Linked DNA regions of Macaca mulatta: region 2 is linked to region 1. A link is a contact called in public Hi-C data. All regions are on one chromosome and are shown on one strand. Each heading gives the region's core, a stretch centred on a gene start, on an enhancer-like site or on the middle of the called end of the contact. The rest is flanking DNA. Distances are from core to core; before and after follow the strand shown. Region 1 holds the start of ABRACL (ABRA C-terminal like). Region 2 holds the start of HECA (hdc homolog, cell cycle regulator).

Region 1 (4,389 bases), core at 253-2,752:
ATCAGTGGGGTGACCATAGTTCACATTAATGGATTGTACACTTCCAAATGGCTAAAAGCAAATAAGTTGAATGTTCCTAGCATAAAGAGATAAACATTTAAGGTGATGGATATCCCAATTACCCTGATTTGGTTATATGAACGTAACACATTCTCACGAGTACCGTGAAACTATCTCTAAGGGAAAAAAAAAAAAAAGAACAATAAGGAGAGGTGAGAAGCAGAGCAAGTCTAAGGGGAAGAGCTTAATGGTGAGCGGCTGGACCAGAAGACAGGAAAATGCTCCAGGGAAGGCGAGGCAGATGCCGGCCAGGCACTCTAATTGTCGTCGCAGAATCGATTTAGGCTTTGTGCGTGGGAAACACAAAGGAAGCGTAAAGTCGGTGGACTGGGCAGAACCCGAAACCCACCATCAATACACACTTTAGAATATATTTCAAGACCCTCAGGGCATTGTTATTTTTCAAAAGTTTGGAGGCAATGCATGGAGATTTTCTAATATCCAAGGAAATATAACCTACTGGAATAGGTATGTCTGGAACCAGGAACCAACTTTACACACTCGGGCTGGGCACGTTTTCTCAGCCCTCCTTCGTAATCGCGGACAAGCAGCTGGTGCGGGTCAAAGGATGACTGGGCTCCTTCCTCCCTCCGGTCTGGGGCGCGCTCACTCCATATTTGGCCATCCTGCTCCCAGTTTGGGGTTCTGCCTGGTAGAGGTCCCTTAACCCCGTGCCCTGCAGCCCATCATCACACGGTCAGCGCCGGCACCGGTGCAGGGCTGGGGAGCGCCGGCCTGGGCCCCCAGTTGCGGGGCGGCACCGCTGGCGCCAGGGAAGGGCCGCGTCCCGGAAGCCTTTGTCTCCGCAGCTCCCGGCGCGGCGCCCCGGGTCCGTCTCCCCAGTGGCCCCGGCATCCCGAAGCGCCGAAAGAGCGAGCGCCCAAACCGGGAGAGGAAAACGGACCCTGCCCCGGGCTCCAAGAGCCCCTGGTGTCCCCTCACGACTCTGCACCCCCTGACCTGGAGCGCACAGAGCCGCACCCACCTCCGGCGCTGCAGAGTCCACTGCCCTGAGGCCACCACGTTCCTTGGGGCAGTCTCTCCCCTTGCCCCCAGCCCTTCCCCACCCAGCTCTGCAGAACTGGCTCATGAACCACCACCAAGTGCAAAGCCGACACGTCGCACCGCGGTAAAAATCGTTCCATTTCTGCCGGCTTCCCAGTCCGCCCCCGGCCGGCGAAACGTCACGTGAGCCGAGTGCGGAAGTCGGCCCTAGAGGTGGGGGCGTGAGCGGCGCGCGCCCCCCGGGACCTCAGCCCTCGAGGTCTCAGCCCAGCCGGTCGCAGCCTCCGCGCGCCCTGGGCCCCTTCCTGGCCCCCTCCCGACCCCCTCCCGACCCGACTCTCACCGCAGCCCGCAGTGCCCGGCGGCGCACCCCGGACACCCGGTCCATCCCTGCTACCTAAGCCACATCTGCCCGGGCGCTCACGTACCTCTCTGCCCGGTTTTCCTTCCCGCGGGAGAACTGGCGCCGCGTGGGTCCGGACCCGGTTACCTTCTTCAGTGCACTGGGGAGGGTGAGGCCAAGAAAGGAAGTGGCTGAGGCAAAGAGAAAGACGGCTGTGGAGGAGGAGGAGCAGGGTAGGGGGAAAAGTAAGTGTTTCTGCGCTCAAGAAAGGGGCCGCCCACACTCCCAGGGACAAGCCTATGAGGAGGAAACTCAGGGGAGGAGACGTCCAAGAAAGGAGCTGACTCCAGACAGGTGGAGCGCCCTGGGCTCCTAGGAAAACGGGTCCGGAGCCTCGATTACCCCACTTTTCCACCGTGCTACTCAGAGCCAAGGATCCCAGGATCTGCAGCTGATCCTGGGCGTCGATTTCCTGCAGAATTTCTCTCCCAACGTAAGAAACAAAGCGCCCCCGAATTGCTGAAGGCAGCTAGAAAGAATGTGGCATTCATGGGTTCCGGACGCCGGGGGCGACTCGTGACTTGAAAATGGCTTAATTCGCAAAACAAAATGCAATCTTGAAAGCCAATTTGTTAGACTGCAAAGAAATTTGACTTGGACATAGGTAGTTGTTGACCCTGGATCAGTATCGGTTTCTTCCCTTGTTCATTCATTATTTCCTACATTTAACTTCATAATTCAATTTATTCAGACTCCCTTTGTTTTAGTCACTGTTATTTTAATATATGCGTGTGTGAGAGAGAGATGCTTACCCTACCCAGAGTCCCTTTGGAAAGGAAACAGTTACCCAAACTATTTCTAGAGCAGGGTTTGCACAAATAACTACAAAAAACGTTCCTTACTCCTCCCCACGCCCAGCCCAGCTAGTTGAAATCAAGAGGGATCACGTGACCCAGGAGCGCACAATCCATGAGGTATTCATCATCCTGTGAGGTGGCCTGGAACAAACAGTTCTCATCAAACACGGACTCTGATAATTAGTAAGCAGATCAGACTCTCCCTTGGAAATGGAAAGTGGAGAATGCAGAGACGGAGCTATCTGATGTAATAGAAAGGTTGGAACTAAGAGAGGGTAAGGCAGAAGGGGCCAAAATGGGCTTCGGGATGCAAAACATTTGAGTAAGCAGAAACCAGGAGAATGTAGCAGCAGGTTGGGTGGAGGCACAAGTGGTAGAAACCAGTCAAAGACAAGCTGAGACCAAGTGATGGAAGAAGAGCAACGAAGACCTGCTTCCCAGGGGCATGTGAGTGTCCAGTTCCCTGGGGCTGCACTGGATCCATCCACTTCCCATGCTTCATTCTAGTCTTTACAGTGAACACCTGTCTCTTGGGTGTGACTGAATGAGTCTCTGTTCTGTAATCTTCAACAAAGGTCTGAGTCTTCTAAGTGTCTCATGGCAGATAAAGTTTAAGGTGACTCCTAGATCTTTTAAGACCTATTTTTTCTTTTACTTGTTTTATATTGTTACCAAAAGGATTGAGGCCTATTTTTTTCTCACCAAAAGAAAGCCAAGAAGTTATAGTTTATATCTTTCACAGTTGACATAAGGCAAAAAATTATAATTCAAGAAAAATATATTTAGCAATTATCCAAACAGGACCTTGCTACTTTGGCCTGTGACAGGGATCACAATTCATCAGTCAGATAATATCCAATGAAAGGAATAATGAGTCTGGAGTGTACCACTTATGTTATGATTAAGCAATTAGGATTGTGCTAATTGCCAACCAAAGAAAAAGAAATAGATTACTTTCCCTAAAGAAGTAAACATCCTTGTTAGTATAAAAATAAACTCACCCAAAAAAATACTTGGTTTACACATATGCTAAACTAAGTATAACACAAACTTTACGTTAATCTATAAGGAATTACAATGTAAGAAAGTTGTTTTGTCGGCTGGGCGCGGTGGCTCATGCCTGTAATCCCAACACTTTGGGAGGCCAAGGTGGGCGGATCACCTGAGGTCAGGAGTTCGAGACCAGCCTGCCCAACATGGTGAAACCCCATCTCTACTAAAAATACAAAAATTAGCTGAGTATGGTGGCATGTGCTTGTAATCCCAACTACTCTGGAGGCTGAGGGAGGAGAATCACTAGAACCCGGGAGGCGAAGGTTGCAGTGACCCAAAATCGTGCGACTGCACTCCAGCTTGGGCAACAGAGTGAGACTGCATCTCAAAAAAAAAAAAGAAAAGAAAAGAAAAGAAAAAAAAAAAACGAAAAAAGAAAGCCATTTTGATAAAAGAAATAGTTAAACATTTTAGCTAATATTTTTCATATCCAATCCTACTCCTTCACTTTCCAAATGGACTTTTGTTATCTTTCCTTATTCCCTCAGGAATATCATCATGTACAATGTAAACAATGTGGAAGTTTAACCTACAAAGAAAATAAAATTTATCAAATTAAGAGTATTTAATATATTTTAAATAAAAGTGCCAGCCACAAAGTGCCAGCCACAAAAGTGCCAGCCACAAAGTGCCAATACTAAATGGTCCAAAGTAGTCCATGACCTGTTCTTTGTCAAACAGAACTGAAAGTAATGTACATTTGAAATATTAAGACAATCCTTATCCATGTATTTAATTGCATAGTATGGACCAGCACTGTCCAAAGGAAATAAAATTGTGAAAAACACATGCAATTTAAAATTTCTAGTAGCCACATTTTTTAAAAAAAAAGATGAGATTTATTTTAATATATTTTATTTCACCCAGTATATCCAAAATATTATCATTTCAACCTGTAATGGATACTTTGAAATTATTAATAAGATATTGTACATTCTTTATTTCATACTAAATATTGTAAGTCTATTTTGTATTTTACATTTACCCAACATTTCAGGTGTTCAATAGCCTTCTATGGCTAGTGGCTACTGTATTAGACAGTGTAGCTATAGACAATTCCAGAATAAAGCA
Region 2 (4,443 bases), core at 952-3,451, 110 kb before region 1:
ATTGAGGCTCAGGAAGACTGACCTTTCCAAGATGACGAAGCTCTAAATGGCTGAGCTAGGAGTCTGTCCTACCCAGAGTCTGAGCACCTTTCTCTCTGCCACATCAATACCAAAATGAAGGTTAAAGCCAGGAGAAAAACGAAAGAACATGAAGAACACAGGCTACCCAAAACTAGTATTGAGACATTCACAAACGGGGTAAGTTTGTTTCTGAAAATAAATAAATAAATCTTCCTATTTCAATATTGCAGAGACACAGCCAACGGGGCCTACAGTTCTGTTTCTAACAGGCGACATTCAGCCGCCTATGTTCAGAGCGCTATAGGTTGCTTGTAAATGTAGGTGCCCTGTTTAAAAAGTTCCTGATCTGGCCGGGCGTGGCGACTCACGCCTGTAATCCCAGCACTTTGGGAGGCCGAGATGGGCGGATCACGAGGTCAGGAATTCGAGACCAGCCTGGCCAACATGGTGAAACCCTGTCTCTACTAAAAATAACACAAATTAGCCCGGCGTGGTGGTGGGGGCCTGTAATCCCAGCTACTCGGGAGGCTGAAGCAGGAGAATCGCTTCAAACCGGAAGGCGGAGGTTGCAGTGAGCCGAGATCGCGCCACTACACTCCAGCCTGGGCGAAATTGCTAAACTCCGTCTAAAAAAAAAAAAAAGTGCCTGATCTACATAAAGAATGGTTTAAAAACCTGAAAACCTGAAGCTGTAAATTAAAAGCCAGATATAACAATTCAAGTCTCCCTTCATTAAAATACCTAGGTTGTCTTCCTGGAAAAAGTGCCTGACTAGAGGAATTCAAAGAACTGTCCAAATGAGTAAAAGTGTTTGCCCAGCACCTTCTAACGAAAACCACGGCTCTGTAATGAGAACAGAAATCCTGTCACATCTTGGCCAGTTCCTAAGTGTCCCCTCAAAAAGAGCATTCAGGCGCTACCTAAGATTATAAAGCTTCCTTCTGACAATGTTAAGCAGAATGACATAGAGAATGATTTTTTTTTTTTAACTACGGGCTGAGAACGGAAGTCAAGTTCAGATTCTCTTCCTTCCTCAAGCAAGCCAAAAAATTAAGAGCAAACACAGAGGCCCTAAATGTCTCGAGGCCTCTTCACCTGTGGCGATCGACGCAGCAAGCCTGGGTGTGCTGAGAATTGAGGCTCTCCCTTACTCCGGGGGTTATGGGTGGCCTGGGAGCACCGAGAAGAATGAACCGGTGCCTAAGTTTTCAGTCGGATCATTCTTCTCAACTTGGGCGGCTCTTTCCTCCCTTCCTTCCTCCCTGCGGCCCGGCACACACGGCGGGGCAGTGCCAGCGCGGGCAGCAGGCTGGGCCCGAGGGCAGCGCTGCCGCAGCCTGGAGTCCCTCAGAGTGTGGGGCGCGGGCTGCCCCCCGCGCGGACACCCGGCACGGGCCGCAGATCCGTCCCCGCCGCCAGGCGTGGGGACCGCGAAGGGGCAGCCGCGGCGGGGCGGAGGGGCGGGGTGAGCACTTCCTGACTCTCGCATTGTCCACGCACCGCCCGCGCCACCCAGGGCCCCGCCACCGCGCCGTCCCCGTCGGGGAGGAAGTTGGCGCTCTCCCCGCCAGCCCCGTCTTACCGTTTTTGGCATCGCCCGCGGCTGCAGCCCCCGCGGCGGCCGCGGCGTTCGCGGCGCCAGTCCCCGCGCCTCCTGCGCCCGCCGCGCCTCCGGTGCCCGGCGCACCCGCCGCCGCCGCCCCGCAGCCGGCAGCCGCCGCCAGGGCCCCCCCGGCCGCCGCTCCTGCCGCGCCCGCCGCTGCCAGGGCCCCGGCTCCATTTTCCTGCTCGTCGCCGCTGCTGTTGGCGCGCTTGTTTTTGCGGCCGCCTTTGCTGTTTTTGGGGTTGGGCATCTCGCTCGCGAGCGTCCAGGTAGGTGCCCGGCGTCAGCGAAGGCGGATCCCAGCTGCACGGCCGCTCCCGGCCCTGCGCGAAGCCGGCTCCGGGAAAGAACGGAGGGCGCGAGCCGGCGATTCCCTCGGCACCCGTCTAGCCGCACGGCCCGTGCCGCGCCATCCCGGCCGCCGCGCCCTCTCCGGCTTCCTGGAGCCGGCACGCGGCTACCCGAGGCTCGCAGCCGCGCGGGCGCCGCGGGCCCGGGGCGCGAGCGAGACTCTCCCGAGCCGGAGGGAAAAGGCGGGTCTCCGGCTTGTTTTGATTCGGCTGCGCTGACACGCTCTGGGCCCGCCCCCTCCCGTGACGACACTGGGGATTCGGCCTGGCCGCGCCCACCAGGTGACCTCACGGCTGACGGGACCGCCCGCGTGACGTCACGCCGCGCGCGGGGCCGGGCCACCTCCAGTGACGTCATCCAGGCCTCCCCACCCCGGCCTCCTGGACTCCTGGGTGTTCGTGAGCCGCCCTGTTTGACTTGCTCCACCCGCCAGCGCGGTGGCATGTGGAGTTCTTTGGTGGCCTCCTGACTTTAATGTAATTGAGGCTTAGAACAATATGGTCTGGAAAAATAAGCTGTGACTAGAGCAAGAATGGAAAACAAAGGATTTTGGATTAATAACTCATTCAAAGGCTATGCCCGTCAGTAACAGTAATGAAAGAAATAGGGGACCGGGCGCGGTGACTCATGCCTGTAATCCCAGCACTTTGGAAGGCCGAGGCGGATGGATCACGAGTTCAAGAGATCGAGACCATCCTGGTCAACATGGTGAAACCCCGTCTCTACTAAAAATACAAAAAAAATTAGCTGGGCGTGGTGGCGTGCGCCTGTAGTCCCAGCTACTCGGGAGGCTGAAGCAGGAGAATCACTTGAACCTGGAAGCCAAGATCGCGCCACTGCACTCCAGCTTGGGCAACACAGCAAGACTCTGTCTCAAAAAAAGAAAAGAAAAAAAGAAACAGGGTAGGGTTCCCAGACAATGGGGATGAACACCAGGGTCTTGAATGGGAGCCTTCACAGTCTGGTGGTGAAAACAATTCATTGAAACAAGACCCATCATCCAGGGATGTAACTAGATGTTGCCTGGACTTTGAAGCAGTCCCTGCTTGGGGGGAACCCATCCCTATGCGTAGGGCTCAGTTGTCCTGAAAGATGGGTAGCCAGGTTATGAGCAGTAGGAGATTAGGTGATACCTGTGAAGACAGGCAACATGAGGGCAGGGGACCCCTGGGAAGAGCTCCCCTTGATCTCTTTCTGCAATTCTGTTCTGCCTTTTCAGCCAACTCCTTCCCTTCCTTCAGGTCTCAGCTCAAATACATCACTTCCACAGAGACCTTCCCAGGAGAGCTGTCAGAAGTTCCACCCTGTTATTTTCCTCCTCCATCTCTAATTATGTTGGCAATGTACGTGTTTACTTATTTCTTGCATATCTCCCTCTCACTCAAATGAAACCTCCATGGATAGATTTTATCTGCCTTGGGCACATCAGAGAACAGCTAGCATACATTTCTTGAATGTATAAATTAGGTTCTTTCCTCACGAACTGTGGAGGAAAGACTAGTTTAGCTGACAGCTTTACAGTGTTCCCCTTTTATAGTGTAATTTTTAATTTAGCTCTTCGGTAAAAGCTCTGTCACGGTGTTGTTGTTACCATTAGAGGGTCCTGACTGCAAGTGGTCCAGGTTCTTGGCATTTTGAACAAACAATTGGACCAAACGCCCAGCAAAGCAAGGAAAGAAGGAAGCAAGGAAAGAAGAAAGCAGGGATTTATTGAGAGTGAAAGTACACTCCACAGTGTGGAAGCGGCCCCAGTAGTGGCTCAAGGTTCCGGATACAGAATCTTCTCAGGTCCAAATACCCCCTGGAGATTTCCTACTGGCCACTTCATCCTCACACCATGTAAATGAAGTGGTGGCCCACAATTGGTCTGGTTGCTTGCGGCAACCAATCAGAGGCTGAAGTGGAGTTATAAAGGTCACACTTCTGTGCAAACACACTTTTTGCACACTTCTGTTCAAAAAGCAACCAGAGGCTAAGGTGAAGTTACAAAGTTGCACTTCTATGCAAACAAAGACTCCACCCGCAATCAGTCTGATGGGTTGCCGACAGCCAAGTTCCCATCTGCCACGCAGAAAAGCTGAGGGTTTGCAAAGAGAGCAGCTTCTGGTTCTTTTGTTACTTAGGTGTGGAAAGTTAGGGTTTTCCTTTCAATTTAGTTTAGGAAGTCGGGGTGAAACGCCCTTAGGTTCCCTGCCTCCAGACTCTATTCTCTGCCTCATTGTGAACTATAGAGATACAGACAGGAAAGTACAGGAAACAATACCCTCCCCCACATTCAGGTAATGGAGAGAGGATTCTGATTGGGAGCTCTAGGCAACCACAGCAGAGTGCATAACAGAGCCTGGAGCAGCAAGGAGGAGCAAGCACTGGATACTCAGGGGAAATTGCTGGTTGGACTGTTTAGCAGAAAAAAGAAGATGAAACTTTTAATTCCCTAATGTGTATTAGAGGATAGTGACCCGTTAGAT

Evidence for each region. Hi-C and Micro-C count contacts between places; a contact is called where the count stands out from the background.
Region 2: a contact with region 1 is called in a Hi-C map of fetal cortical plate, with 2.1 times the contacts expected there. The contact joins the promoter of HECA here to the promoter of ABRACL in region 1. A contact is called at or near these places in 2 of 14 Hi-C or Micro-C datasets (fetal cortex germinal zone and fetal cortical plate).

What each region holds. Positions count from the first base shown.
Region 1 is chr4:44,134,901-44,139,289 of T2T-MMU8v2.0, reverse strand. ABRACL (ABRA C-terminal like) reads right to left here and starts at 1,502. Exons shown (of 3, transcript NM_001193359.1): 1 at 1,494-1,502.
Region 2 is chr4:44,247,673-44,252,115 of T2T-MMU8v2.0, reverse strand. It overlaps HECA (hdc homolog, cell cycle regulator), which reads right to left and starts at 2,201. Exons shown (of 4, transcript XM_002808398.4): 1 at 1,604-2,201. The coding sequence starts at 1,874.